Regions from separate parts of the Mus musculus genome. Here all the other regions are linked to region 1. The links are chromatin contacts, called in public Hi-C and HiChIP or PLAC-seq maps. All regions are on one chromosome and are shown on one strand. Each heading gives the region's core, a stretch centred on a gene start, on an enhancer-like site or on the middle of the called end of the contact. The rest is flanking DNA. Distances are from core to core; before and after follow the strand shown. Region 1 holds the start of Nemf (nuclear export mediator factor). Region 2 overlaps Sos2 (SOS Ras/Rho guanine nucleotide exchange factor 2). Region 3 overlaps L2hgdh (L-2-hydroxyglutarate dehydrogenase). Region 4 overlaps Sos2 (SOS Ras/Rho guanine nucleotide exchange factor 2).

Region 1 (3,169 bases), core at 129-2,628:
GGCACATGGATCAAGTCTGGGGATTTAAGTTGGATCTTACCCCTGACCCCTCATCTCACAGCAAAACTGACTCCCCCCCAGGTTGTCTTCTGACATTCACTTGAGAGCCCCAAGTTGTACCTGTTTGTTGTTTCCACCTACACAGACACACACACACACACACATACATACATACATGATAAATAGATAGATAAATGGAGTTTTAAAAATTAGCTCCAAACTTAAAATTTACCTTCATGGCAAAACTCGACGGCATCATGTTCTTAGGCCACTCAAATTCTGTTGTATGAATACGTATACCAGACTCAAGTAACAGTGTAGCTTTAAAATCAGGTCTGTTCAAGAGAAAGCCAAATTTTTCTTTAGGGAATTTGCCAAAACTTATTCTCTGAATTTAAAAAAACAAAACCTAAAATGCAGGATATATATATATATATATATATCATAATTTACCAAAAACAATCTTATAAAATATTCTTACTTTTGAAGCCGAATAAGATATGTCTTGTTATCCACATCATAAACGTTGTTTACTCTCATTCCTAGCAAGCTGAAAAAAAAAGAAACATATAACAAATCATTGTTCTTGGTTGAAGCAAAACTTTCCATCATTTATTGGTGTTGTGGAAAAGGAACTCTTCCGCTAAGATACCTCCACCGCCTATAAAGGTATCCTCAAATTAAATGTAGACTTTTAAGCACAAAAGTGGCCTGTTGATCTCAGTAACACCAGACTACTAGTGCTGGGGTGGGGTGGGGGGTGTAAATACAGTAAAATTAAGTCTAAATGACTTATTCGGAGCGGAGGAAGTAGCCGAGTCCCCGAAAATGCGACAAAGCTCACACAGCTGAATAGGCGACAAGTCCAGGACACAGGTCCAAATCTGCCCATTTCAGCTGGAAGGCCCTGCTACTTCTCTTTGGGAAGAAGGACGGGAATTCTGAAGAAGCCAGGCCGCCAGTCTGGAGCAAAGACGATCACTCCCGTTCTACCAAACGCTCGCTGCGGGACTCAGGCCACCCCGGCAAGACCTCTCGGAATCAGCGCCAGGGAGATGCAGCATCAGGCACGGTCCCCGGGGGGGGGGGGGGGGGGGGTGTCTCCCGGGGGCACCGGCCCCGGGCTCGGCCCCCAGGCCTAGAGAATCCCCGAGGCACCGGGACGACCGTGAGGCTCTCCGTCTCGCGACCACCCGGTGCCCGGCCTCCGCTCCCTCTGCTGTGAACGAGCCTGTCCACTCCCACCACCATACCTCGCATTCAGTTCCGCGAGCACTGCGCGGAGGTCAACCGTGCTGAACCGGCTCTTCATGGCTAGGCTGCGTGTCGCTACCGCAGTCCTTTCAGGGACTGAGCCGACGCAGGACCACTATGCTTCTGCGCATGAGCGCTTGGCTTGTGTCTACGGCAACCCAAATGACCCAATATTACTTATAGTGAAAGTGCGCTATTTAACCGAAGTTTGTTGTCAAATCATGATCAATTATTTTTTTCACTGTGTAAAAAAAACTCGACATAGAACTAACTACCTTCTCGAAACTGCGTCCTTTCCTTGAACAATGACCGGGTTAATCCCGTCCCCTTGTTTGGGGATTAAAATGGGTCTCCATTAGGATCCTGTAGGTCATTAACCATTAATCAGTTGCCCCAGGAAGGCGCTATCGCTCAGGATGGAAGAGCAAGGGGTCTTTCTAAACGCGAATTTGAGACTAGACAAAAACCAACGGTTGGTTTTCCCTGACTCTGACAAGCCGTAGAGATGGGTTCCTATTTTGCTGGGTACTACTCTCCGAAATAGGATTCTGCGGCATACTGTAGAATTCTCATTCAAGTTGAATGGGGTGGGGTTCTATATAGCCCGAGTTTCATAAATTCTTGGCACCTCAAATACTCAAAAATTCACTAAGTAAAGATGTCAGATAAAAATAAAGTAAGAGTTCCCATGGGAGAAGGAGAAAAAGTTCTCCTCCCACACCCCAGCGTTCTCTAAACTGCTTCAAGTTCTGCATGCTACCAATTCATACATAAATTATTCAGGGTTCAAATATACGATAGTTAATTCGTCTAAATTTTTCTTTTTAAAAGTTCTAATGTTAGTAATAAACAAATCTAAAACTAAGAACAAAAATCTACTAGTTTTGGACAGTGGAAGGTGTGTGTGTGTGGGGGGGTGGTTGTCATGGTCATTTTTGATACAGGGTCTTTCTATGTAGCCCAGGACACCTTAGAACTCTGAATTTTCTTGTCTCTGCCTTTTTGAGTGCTGAAATTACCAACACATTTAGAAACTGGAGGAATTTTAAAATCAGTGAAACATGTATTTAAAAGTTTAAAGTCATTAGCATTCACATCGCTATAAGTTCTTAGAATGGGTGACCAAAAAAGCAAAAGAAAGCAGGGAAAGTGTCAAATTTGTATATCTAAAAACATAAGGATTTTTGTAATTACTCTGCTTTTGAGACAGGGCATGCTATATAGTCAAGGTTAGTCTAAACTCACCCTATAAGCCAGGCTGTCCTCAGTCTCCCTCTGATTCCAGCCTCATTGGTATTGGAATTGCAGGTACATACTATCATGCCCAGATAGATCATAAACCTTTAATGTTGGCAAATGTGTTAATCTAGTTTCTATTGTTGTAACAAAATACCAACAGTTAAACAATGTACAAAGTTCACAGTTTTAGCAGCTGGAACTCTGAAACTGAGTAGCCACATCTATTTCAATCTAACAAGGGCAGCCCCCCTGCTACATTCCAGCATCTTGAGGGAAGCACATGGAAAGAGAGGGGGCAGTTCCGAGGTGAGACGGAAGCAGCAGGGGTGCACGCGCCAGGCTTCTTCTTATGATAGCTTCTTCATGAGTGAAACTGGTTTCTCTCAAGAACAATAGCATTTCTGATTTTTAAAGGCTTTCACCGCTACACCTGGCACCAAGCTTCCAGCACTCGAAAGGGATCTAAAACACAGCATTTTGTAGTAAGCATCAGTTTTTTATTCTATCCTAAATACAAGTAGAAGGCTAAATGTACAGCCAAAACATATACAGAGTCTTGGACATGGGGAAATTGATAGAAAATTGTAGGATATTTAAAATCAAAGTACAACCATGTTTCAGAAGAGAGCAACAGATCTGAATCTTTTTCAGCTCTTATCAGTCTTCCTCTGAGTCA
Region 2 (3,320 bases), core at 667-3,166, 260 kb after region 1:
ACATGTGGTATGTTAGCCTTTCGATCAACTTCACCACAGTGCCTCCTTTAATTATGGGGATCCCACTTCTGCTTTGCAAGTTGTCTTCAAACACAATGTTTTCCTCAGAGTCTGTTACCACAAAGCGATACATATCTGGACTGGGTAGCCTCAGGGGCTGCTCATTCTCTTCTTTCAGCAGCACAGAGTCCAGCATTCTGTCTAGAGTGCTGCGATAGTGCAGGGAAATGAGGGCTGCCATCCAGTTGTTTTTCTCTTCAGCTGATTTGGCAGCAAATATTACACTGTTTTCATCTTTGGACACTAATTCAAAAGCATGTCTGTACTCACAGGCGTCTTCCTTATCACAGATTTGAATTTTCCTCATGACAAACTTCTCCTTTAATCTGTATTCTGCACTGCTATATCCTGGAAGCCGGGTCTGGCCATGATTGGGTTTACAGCTGATCATTAAGCCATCAAAGAGAAAGATATGCCTTTCGTGTTTAGCACCAATTCTGGTCAGTGGCCCCTCCATTATGAACTCATTACAACACTGTCCGATATCTTTGCCTTCCCACCCATCTATGTTTTTCTGAATTTCATTCATTTTTTTGATAGCCAGGTGTTTGCTTCTTAATTGACGATTGTAAAAAAGGCAAACTGGATCCCTAAAAGAAAAAGAAAATGTTAAAAAGCAAGGTAACTTTTGGCTTATTCAGTGATAATGATTATGTAATCCCAAATCAAATAACCAAAGTATTAAGCTGAGTTGAGGGGTATACTTCAATGACTGAGTCCATACTTAGCATGTAAAAAGCCCTGGGTTTGAATACTCAGCATTCAAAAGCTTAAATAATGAAATATTAAACTATATTTCTAACAATTATTTTCTTCTAGCCCTGCCCCTCAATAGCAGCTAACTCGATTTTACTACTACCAAAGTAAATATTACAGCTGAATATTTTATTCCTTGAGCCATAAGAACTAAAATTATTAAAAAATTCCACACTGCAGAAAATTACATAAAATTTCAGTAAATATATATTTAAATTTGTAAGCTATATCCTATCAATGTAACAATGGTAGTTTGGTGATTTCCTGACTAACACAGGTCACAAAAGCATAAGCATAATTTTCAAGACCGTGGTGTCATTGTAAATCCCACCTGGAACAGAGGCTATCACACACGGTGAAGAAGCACGGTCCAGACTTACCCAGGCCGGCGTCTGGGGGAGTGCTGCTTGTAAATGCGGTCCATGCTGCCTTGGAGGTTCATGAGGGCAGTTATAGCCTGATTCAAGCACTCTTTGTCCTCCTGCTCTTCACTGCATGCCTTCAACTGCTAAGGGGGGGAGGGGAGAAAAAAAATTACATTCTTTGGTTCTACTCTCAACTTCTTTGTAGTTAAAGTGGAAACAGATATTTAAAACCTCAATGTATTTAATGCTGCAGTTGATGGTGCAATGTCTCCCATAGGCTTATGTGTCTGCACACTTTGTTCCCGCTGGTAGCACTGTGTGATGAAGGCTGTGGAACCATTAGGAGGTGGGCTTCCCTCCCACTGGGGCATCTGAAGGTTTTGTAGTGTAAGACCCCCTTTCAGGGACCCCCACTCTAATCTCGGGAGAGAGCACCCAAAGAAACATGAGAATCTATCTTGCTGTAATCACATGAGGCAGTTTAATGACGGAGCTCCGGACCGACATGTATCCCACACAGGAGATAACGGATGTTGGCCACGAGGCTCGAAAACTAGGGGTTTTTATGAAAGAATAAGGGTTAGGGGTGCGAGGAATTTCAACAAAGGTATGGGATTCGCTCATTCAAACAACAGAAAGATTACACGTCAGAGAAAGGGCATCAGGACTTTGTTCCTGTGGGCTGGGTGCTTATCTTTGTTCACATAGCAACCAGTTGATGTATGACTTTACCCTGTGTCAAGGGGCCAAAGACAGAGGGGAGGTTCCAGCCAGATGGGATTGACTCAGACAAGATAGCCCTGCTTGTGTCCTTGCATTTTTCTTTATCTTATGGTCAAGATGTTCCCAGGAATGTTTTAACTACGGGGCATACCCGGGTTTGTTTTTCTTTATTCTCAGCCCCAGGCAGCCTCTAGCTCACAAACAACCAGCAATTTCTGAGTAGTTGATATGACTTACAGGTCTTGAAATTTCATCTTTCTTTCAGTAGCCTGGCCTTCCTTGCAGTCCTTCGCTTCCTGACTGAGGATGCTGCCATGCTTCCCCCAGTGATGGACTACATCCCTTCTTCAACCATACTCCTTCCTCACTAACTTTGTTTCTTGTCAGATATTTGGACACAGCAAAAAGACTAATATAGTTAATAAAGACAACTGTAACTTTGTATAATTACATATACCATCTGACTTCTTAAAACCAACCCTCTGTTAACAAACCCAATGAAGATATAAAGTACTGTCAGCATAAAAGTCAATGAAAAAGATAACTGTGAAATGATTTAGGAACTTTTTATTATACAAAATAATTTAAAGTATTTAAAGCATGACTTTTAAGAGTTACTTTAGGGCCAGCGGGATGGCTAATTGGCTAACTCGCTTGCTAGGCAAACCTAATGACTTGAGTTCCGTGTGCAGAACCCACAGAAAGGCAGAAGGAGTACCAACTCCACAGCCTGTCCTCTGCCCTCCACCTGTGTCCCCAGCGCCCACCCACACCCACCTCAATACTACACACACAATTACAAAGCAACACTTTTCTCGTGGTTGTTCAAGATGGGGTTTCTCTGTGTAACAGAGCCCTGGCTGTCCTAGACTAGCTTTGTAGACCAGGCTGGCCTCAAACTCACAGAGAACTGTTTGTGCCTCCCGAGTGCTGGGATCGAAGGTATGTACACCAGGTCTGGCTTTCAAAGTTTGTTGGTTTTTTTTTTTTTTAAAGTTACTTTTATTCACTAATATGAAGACATACAATAAGATAAACTCCTAAAATTACTACATACTCTCTGTTAAATACTTAAGTTCTGGCAATTTAAAAAGTTGACATATATTTGTTTTACAACAGAATAAAATAAGCAAATTTAACATTTCAATGTGTCAAAAGCTGTGTGTAACCAAACACTATAAAGGGTTTTATTGGTATACTTTTAATTTTTACATTATTATATGTTTATGGGTGCTTAGTCTACATACATATCTACATGCCAATTTGTACCTGGTGCCCACAGAGGCAAGAAGGGGGCATTCTTTCCCCTGGAGCTGAAGTCCCAGATGGTTGTAGGTACTGTAGGTACTGGCAATCGAACCAGACCCTCTGCAGGAGGACATTGTTATAACATTAAATTCAACCCCTGCAGTATCC
Region 3 (2,959 bases), core at 414-2,913, 340 kb after region 1:
CCTAGTTTAGTCTGGCAGAGGCACAATATTCTAGTAGTAGTTCTTAAGTGAGATTCTGTACACATGCTAAGAAGGTCAACCTAATCCTCTGTTAAGAGCCTGCAGAGGGTAAAGCCCATACATAATTTAAAATGCTTTCCACTGGTTGTATATAAACTCTTCTGAAGAGAAAGACTGCTAAACAGACCAGCGGGCTGGGAGAAAGCGCATTTGGTAACTATGTGTTTGCCAAGCATACTCAAGAAGGTGAAGGAGAAATAGCCCCCTGGGGCTTGCTGGCCAGCTGGTCTAGATGAATCAATGAGCTCCTAGTTGAGTGTGTCTCCAAAACAAAATAAGGAGGATAATGACTGAGGAAGACACCTGGTTGGCAACTCCCCTAGGCCTCACCTGGTTGGCAACTCCCCTAGGCCTTGCCCAACCTGCCAGGTACAAGCCAAACCCCACTCTTCCTGTCTCTGTCTCCCCCCACCCCCTTTTAACCAGGCCCTTTCCCTTCCTCCAATAACCTTCCCTTTGTACTGAACTATGGTATGGCAGTGACTCCTCAGGGCAGCACCCTGGCCAGGCCCACTGAGATGCTCCCTCCCACTGCATTATACCGCCATTTATAAAGCACAACACACTTGACATCAAACTATGGCCTACACATACACATGCATGTGGCACACCCACACACATGTGCATGCACACAGGAAAACCCAAATATAAGGCTATTTCTTAGAACAGTGTCATAAGTCTATATGGTATCAACCTTAGATACACACACACACACACACACACACACACACACACACACAAGTGTATGTGCCATTTCATTAGTAAATTTTATCTAACAGCTTACAAAACAATGGTGACTAGCTTGAAATGGTCTTTTCAAAGTTGTTTCTGGTCTTTTAGTAACATTTAAGATATGAACTACCAGATTTTATTTTATTTTATTTTTGTTTTTTGATACAGGGTTTCTCTGTGTAACCCTGACTGTCCTGGAACTCACTTTGTAGACCAGGCTGGCCTTGAACTCAGAAATCTGTCTGCCTCTGCCTCCCAAGTGCTGGGATTAAAGGTGTGTGCCTCCACTGCCTAGGACAAGAAACTACTTTTATTTATGAATGACTTTGGCCTTACTTTCCTTTTAGCTAAGACGTTATTACCCTGGTTCATCAAAATCTTTTGTGAGGCAGTAAAGCATTACACTTGGAAAAACCCTCTTGCTGGTATGTACAAGGTTCTGCCTTCAATCCTTAGCATCAAAACCAAATAATCAAGTTTATGCTTATTACAGAAAGATCTTAATTGGGAATAATAAACAATAACAGTCACATAAATGAAGGTTTAGTCTATCAGAATATCAAAAACTTCTGGAGTTAAAAAAAAAACCAAGTACATAAAATCTTCTTAAAGGTGACAGACATTATTACCTTTTGAGAATTACTTCCATAACATCTCTGGCATCGAAGTCAAAGGGTCTGTAACCTTCCCGTTTAAAGGCAAGCACTGCATTAGGCCCTAGCCAAATAGTGCCATCCAACCTGGGCGTAAAGTGAACTCCAAGGAAAGGAAACCGGCTGTCTGGGACCTGCAGACTCAACACAACGATGAACGGTTAGCACAGTTCACGTTCCCGTGTACTGCGCACACAAGCATCTAACTGGTGACGTAAGAGAGCTCCTCCCACACATTTGAACGCGTCACGAGCTGTATTCAGGGAGGATTCTCTATTAACACACATCCTGTTTTTAAATGCTAGTGACATTAATATATATTGTTCCACTTATCCATCTTTCTGGGAAAGGGAGAAAAGATGAACTGTCATAATCTTGGCTCTTTCTCCTATAAGAGAGGTCTGTGACTGGCAGGCAATTCATGGCTGCCGGGAAGAAATGTACACATCTCCAGCCTAGGCCTCGGGGAAGTGAGCAGCAGCAGACAAGTCAGTCACCAGTGGAGCCTCCCATTCTCCCAGGGACTGGCTCATCAGCAGGGTAACCGCAGGCAGGAGAGCGCGCGCTCCATATACACACCCCCAACTTTTACCTCCTGGAACTGGAGCAGCCATAGCCCCCTGTTCCCAGTGCACTGAAGGCATCAGTATTCCTGCTGCTCTCCCACAGGGGAGGGAGGAGCTGGTTCTTGTACTCCAGGGTGTACTCGTGCTTTCAGAGACATGTGACCCACAGAGCAGAAGGCGGCTTTGGGAACAGACCCACAGCAGGCAGATGATATTATGACGCACACAGCCCTGAAACCCTTTCTAAAGCAGGTAAACATTTTTTATTTTCATTTCCTTTGTGGCTCCGACTAACTTGATAGTGAGAAGACAGAAGGATCATTACTTACCGGATAAATATTTCCTTTTACAAGGTAGCCCTTTTCTGGCTTTAAGACCAGGTAATCTCCCCGGAATGGGACAATTTGAGGGTCAGGATTGCAGCCACTCAACTCTGAAATACGGTCAGAGTAAAGACCAGCACATGTGACAACATATCGACACCGAATCTCCTTTCCCTGGAACAAAATAAAGACGCATGGTTAGTTTCTAAACATGAGAAAGAAAATGTGGCAGCCCTTGTCTGTGGGTGAAACCTTAAAACCCAAAACACGGGGGCTGGTGAGATGGCTAAGTGGGTAAGAGTACCTGACTGCTCTTCCGAAGGTCTGAAGTTCAAATCCCAGCAACCACATGGTGGCTCACAACCACCCATAATGAGATCTGATGCCCTCTTCTGGTGCGTCTGAAGACAGCTACAGTGTACTTACATGTAATAAATAAATAAATAAAGTGTGTGTGTGCACCACCAAAAAAAAAAAAAAAAAAAAGAAAAACCCAAAACACTACAACTGAATGAGGAATTAACAGAGGTTGCAATATAGAAGATGGGTAAAGGAAGTTTGGGTTTAATCAACAAACTATATGCACGTATGGAAACAACACACTGAATCCCATTATATAGTCCAT
Region 4 (3,075 bases), core at 214-2,713, 280 kb after region 1:
ATTGTTCATTGGCAAGTTTTTGTTTTTATTTGGGATGATGAATTATTTTTGGAAATAAACAGTGGTTATGACCATATAATATTAAGAATTTAGGTATTCACAGAAGTGGATGCCCACAGTCAGCTAATGGATGGATCACAGGGCTCCCAATGGAGGAGCTAGAGAAAGTACCCAAGGAGCTAAAGGGATCTGCAACCCTATAGGTGGATCAACATTATGAACTAACCAGTACCCCGGAGCTCTTGACTCTAGCTGCATATGTATCAAAAGATGGCCTAGTCGGCCATCACTGGAAAGAGAGGCCCATTGGACACACAAATTTTATATGCCCCAGAACAGGGGAACGCCAGGGCCAAAAAGGGGGAGTGGGCGGGTAGGGGAGTGGGGGTGGGTGGGTATGGGGGACTTTTGGTATAGCATTGGAAATGTAAATGAGCTAAATACCTAATAAAAAATGGAAAGAAAAAAAAAAGAATTTAGGTATTACTGAACTACACATTTACAAGTCATTAAAATGGGGTTGGTGGGATGATTCAGCAGACAAAGGGGTTTGCCACCAAGCCTAATGATTTAACTGGCTCCTGGGACCTGTAGGGTAGGAAGGAGAACCAACTCTTGCAAATTGTTCTCTGGTGTCCACATGCACATACATACACATGCATGCATGCACAAACACACATGCACACAAATAAATAAATCTAATAAAATGTGGTCAACATTCAAATGTCATTTTCTTATATATTCAAAATTCAAAATAAAAATAATACAACATTTTTAGAAGCGAAGTACCTTTTAGGGCATAGCAAATTAATGAGACCATAAGTTGCTATCAAATATAAAATAGGTTATTATGAACAAAGGGTGAACCAGGCACTGGGACTCAGGCCTGTAATACCATGCTCAGGAGGCCAACACAGGAAGACTAAATGTTCAAGGTCAGAATGGGATACACAGCAGGACTCTGTGTTTCAAAAATCAGAAATAAAAGCAAGCTAATACTCAGTAACAAAATGGACATAATAAAAATAATCTCTATTTTCAGAAGATATAGGCAGAAATTATGGAAGTCCGTGGTTTTTGTGTAAGAGATCTAAAAGCAACACTTTTAAAGAGCCAATCTCCACAGGTAGGAAAGGACCAGTGAGTATGGGAAGATGTCCAAAGAGGACATATAAGAGGAAATATAAGAACAATATATATTCTGGTACATAATGATACATAAATAATATATATTTACTAACATGGAAAATATAATAAAATGAAAAACATAAAGCAAGAGAACATTATTCTTGTAAATATGCACATAGCTCTATAAAAATGCACAGGGAATATTTACTAAGGATAAATGTAGGCGCCTGGAGAGAAGCTTAGTGGTTAGGAGGATTCGCTGCTATTGTAGAAGACTGGGCTTCAAGTCTCATTACCCAAATTGCAGCTCACAACTATCTGTACAGCCAGTCTCAGGAGATCCACACCCTCTTCTGACCTCCATGGGTACTGCATGTATGTGGTGCACAGCCATACATGCAGGCAAAACACCCATACATATAAAATAAACAATATTAATAAAAGGACAAATTTTATGTTATAGTGGTCATCTTTATATTTAATTTTGAACAATTTTAAAATATATATCACTTTTATAATTTAAAAGAACAAAATGAGAGTTTACTTCGAAAGAAACCTTTTAATTTTTAAAAATGAAGTCTAAATTTCCCAGTAGCTAGAGAATAATATGAACAAATTATTTCCTTTACCTTAAATGTACTTAGTATTAAATAATTCCTACATATTATTACTTTAGTATGTGAGCTTTTACACTAAATGCTAGCATAAGGACACTACAAAGAAACTCTCAGTAGCTGGGCATCAGAACACTCTTGCATCTTAGCTACCCAAGAGGCTAGAGCATCAGTAGTGAGTTCAAAGCTGCAAACACAAGGTACTGCTAAAGCTACAGGCAGCATAACTGAATCTGGAGTATTTTTTAATAGTAGTCAACAGTGCCTTTAAATTTCACAAAAAAAAAAAAGTTATGAAATTTCTTGATACAATTTTTAGGACTTTAGTGACAGTTTAAAGTGGTTCTATATACTTACCTCTGCTAAATCTTCAAAACAGCTACCAGCTAATGGATGAGGACTACTTTCATCTGTCATTTCTACTGTGTCTTCAATTAAACCTAAAAGTTTCACAGTCAATTCATGTATATCTGAAATGTTACTGAAAATCTTTTCAATTTCCTAAAAAAGAAAAAACAGTTAAGGCATATAAGAATCATGTTGACACATTCCTACATGATATGGGAGCAGGCTGAGGCACCTGAGCCAATAACTGTTTACTGCAGAAGACGACCTGAGTTCAGAGCCCAGCATTCAGTGAAAACCAAATGGGCTGGTGTGCATCTGTGACCCCAGGATAGAGCAACAGAGTCAGGTGATCCCTGCTGCTCATGAGCCAGCCAGCCTAGCAGAATAAATGAGCTCCAGGTTCACAAACAGACCTGTCTCAAAAGGAAGGCGTTAGTCAGACAGCTTAGCAGGCAATGGCCATTGAGCACAGCCATCCGAGTCCCATCCCTGGACACAGACAGTGAAGGAGGTCCTACAGGCTGACCTCTGACCTCCGTGTGTGTGTGTGTGTGTGTGTGTGTGTGTATGTTCAGTAAAAGTCAATCATGAATAAAAAGGCAATTTTTAAGAATCTCTTAGATCAGAGATAGTAAATAAACTAGAAAATATAAATTCTAGATAGCTAGAATTCACAATACTCAAATCTTATACTATAAACATCATAAACATTTCTCTCTATAAAATAATCCTAGCATTTGTGTGTTTTGAATTGGCTAAGATGTTGACAGAATGAAGGTTTTAAAGCATAAGCTAATGACAATAGCTGATCAGAATGGAAATAACTCCTAGATATAATTTGGTTGTTCAATTTATTGCTCACATTCTAGATTTTGAAAGGAACTAAAGATGTCATAAAATTGCAATGCTTGAATTATTATGTTTAGGTTAAGTCATTAGCACTGTATACACAAACAGATCATATTACTTACTATCCGTTAACTCA

Evidence for each region. A called contact is a pair of places that touch in the nucleus more often than the background predicts. HiChIP or PLAC-seq counts read pairs in DNA pulled down with a chosen protein or histone mark.
Region 2: a contact with region 1 is called in an H3K27ac HiChIP or PLAC-seq map of extraembryonic endoderm stem cells. The contact joins the enhancer-like site here to the promoter of Nemf in region 1. A contact is called at or near these places in 17 of 39 promoter capture datasets (the 3T3-L1 cell line, 3T3-L1-derived adipocytes, the C10 cell line and 12 more), 1 of 15 datasets of contacts at CTCF or cohesin (the NIH/3T3 cell line), 1 of 484 Hi-C or Micro-C datasets (bone marrow-derived macrophages), 20 of 115 datasets of contacts at active chromatin or transcription factors (the 230-238 cell line, the HPC-7 cell line, the SCID.adh cell line and 14 more) and 2 of 9 other capture datasets (adipose tissue and liver).
Region 3: a contact with region 1 is called in a Hi-C map of embryonic stem cells, with 2.9 times the contacts expected there. The contact joins the enhancer-like site here to the promoter of Nemf in region 1. A contact is called at or near these places in 14 of 39 promoter capture datasets (the C10 cell line, the HPC-7 cell line, cranial neural crest and 8 more), 2 of 15 datasets of contacts at CTCF or cohesin (large pre-B cells and pro-B cells), 84 of 484 Hi-C or Micro-C datasets (the AML12 cell line, B cells, the BV-2 cell line and 54 more), 34 of 115 datasets of contacts at active chromatin or transcription factors (the 230-238 cell line, the HPC-7 cell line, the NIH/3T3 cell line and 23 more) and 4 of 9 other capture datasets (adipose tissue, embryonic stem cells, liver and 1 more).
Region 4: a Hi-C map of centroblasts shows a contact between it and region 1, with 2.2 times the contacts expected there. The contact joins the enhancer-like site here to the promoter of Nemf in region 1. A contact is called at or near these places in 19 of 39 promoter capture datasets (the 3T3-L1 cell line, 3T3-L1-derived adipocytes, the C10 cell line and 13 more), 4 of 15 datasets of contacts at CTCF or cohesin (CD8 T cells, the NIH/3T3 cell line, large pre-B cells and 1 more), 20 of 484 Hi-C or Micro-C datasets (B cells, CD4 T cells, CD8 T cells and 14 more), 26 of 115 datasets of contacts at active chromatin or transcription factors (the 230-238 cell line, CD8 T cells, DN3 thymocytes and 20 more) and 4 of 9 other capture datasets (adipose tissue, embryonic stem cells, liver and 1 more).

What each region holds. Positions count from the first base shown.
Region 1 is chr12:69,355,798-69,358,966 of GRCm38.p6, forward strand. Nemf (nuclear export mediator factor) reads right to left here and starts at 1,379. Exons shown (of 33, transcript NM_025441.3): 1 at 1,254-1,379; 2 at 482-550; 3 at 233-335. The coding sequence starts at 1,312.
Region 2 is chr12:69,616,860-69,620,179 of GRCm38.p6, forward strand. Sos2 (SOS Ras/Rho guanine nucleotide exchange factor 2) reads right to left here. Exons shown (of 23, transcript NM_001135559.1): 9 at 1,197-1,321; 10 at 1-650. Among named protein-coding and RNA genes, the nearest start is that of Gm31679, 6.8 kb to the right of the region's middle. Within about 2 kb of position 1,917, at least 11 of the 459 cell types and tissues checked have an H3K27ac peak or open chromatin away from gene starts, as enhancers often do. A contact at or near this core is called in extraembryonic endoderm stem cells, where this site is marked.
Region 3 is chr12:69,699,863-69,702,821 of GRCm38.p6, forward strand. It overlaps L2hgdh (L-2-hydroxyglutarate dehydrogenase), which reads right to left. Exons shown (of 10, transcript NM_145443.2): 7 at 2,341-2,508; 8 at 1,422-1,579. Among named protein-coding and RNA genes, the nearest start is that of Sos2, 19 kb to the left of the region's middle. Within about 2 kb of position 1,664, at least 7 of the 459 cell types and tissues checked have an H3K27ac peak or open chromatin away from gene starts, as enhancers often do. A contact at or near this core is called in embryonic stem cells, where this site is marked.
Region 4 is chr12:69,633,483-69,636,557 of GRCm38.p6, forward strand. It overlaps Sos2 (SOS Ras/Rho guanine nucleotide exchange factor 2), which reads right to left. Exons shown (of 23, transcript NM_001135559.1): 6 at 2,100-2,243. Among named protein-coding and RNA genes, the nearest start is that of Gm31679, 9.7 kb to the left of the region's middle. Within about 2 kb of position 1,464, at least 12 of the 459 cell types and tissues checked have an H3K27ac peak or open chromatin away from gene starts, as enhancers often do. A contact at or near this core is called in centroblasts and centrocytes, where this site is marked.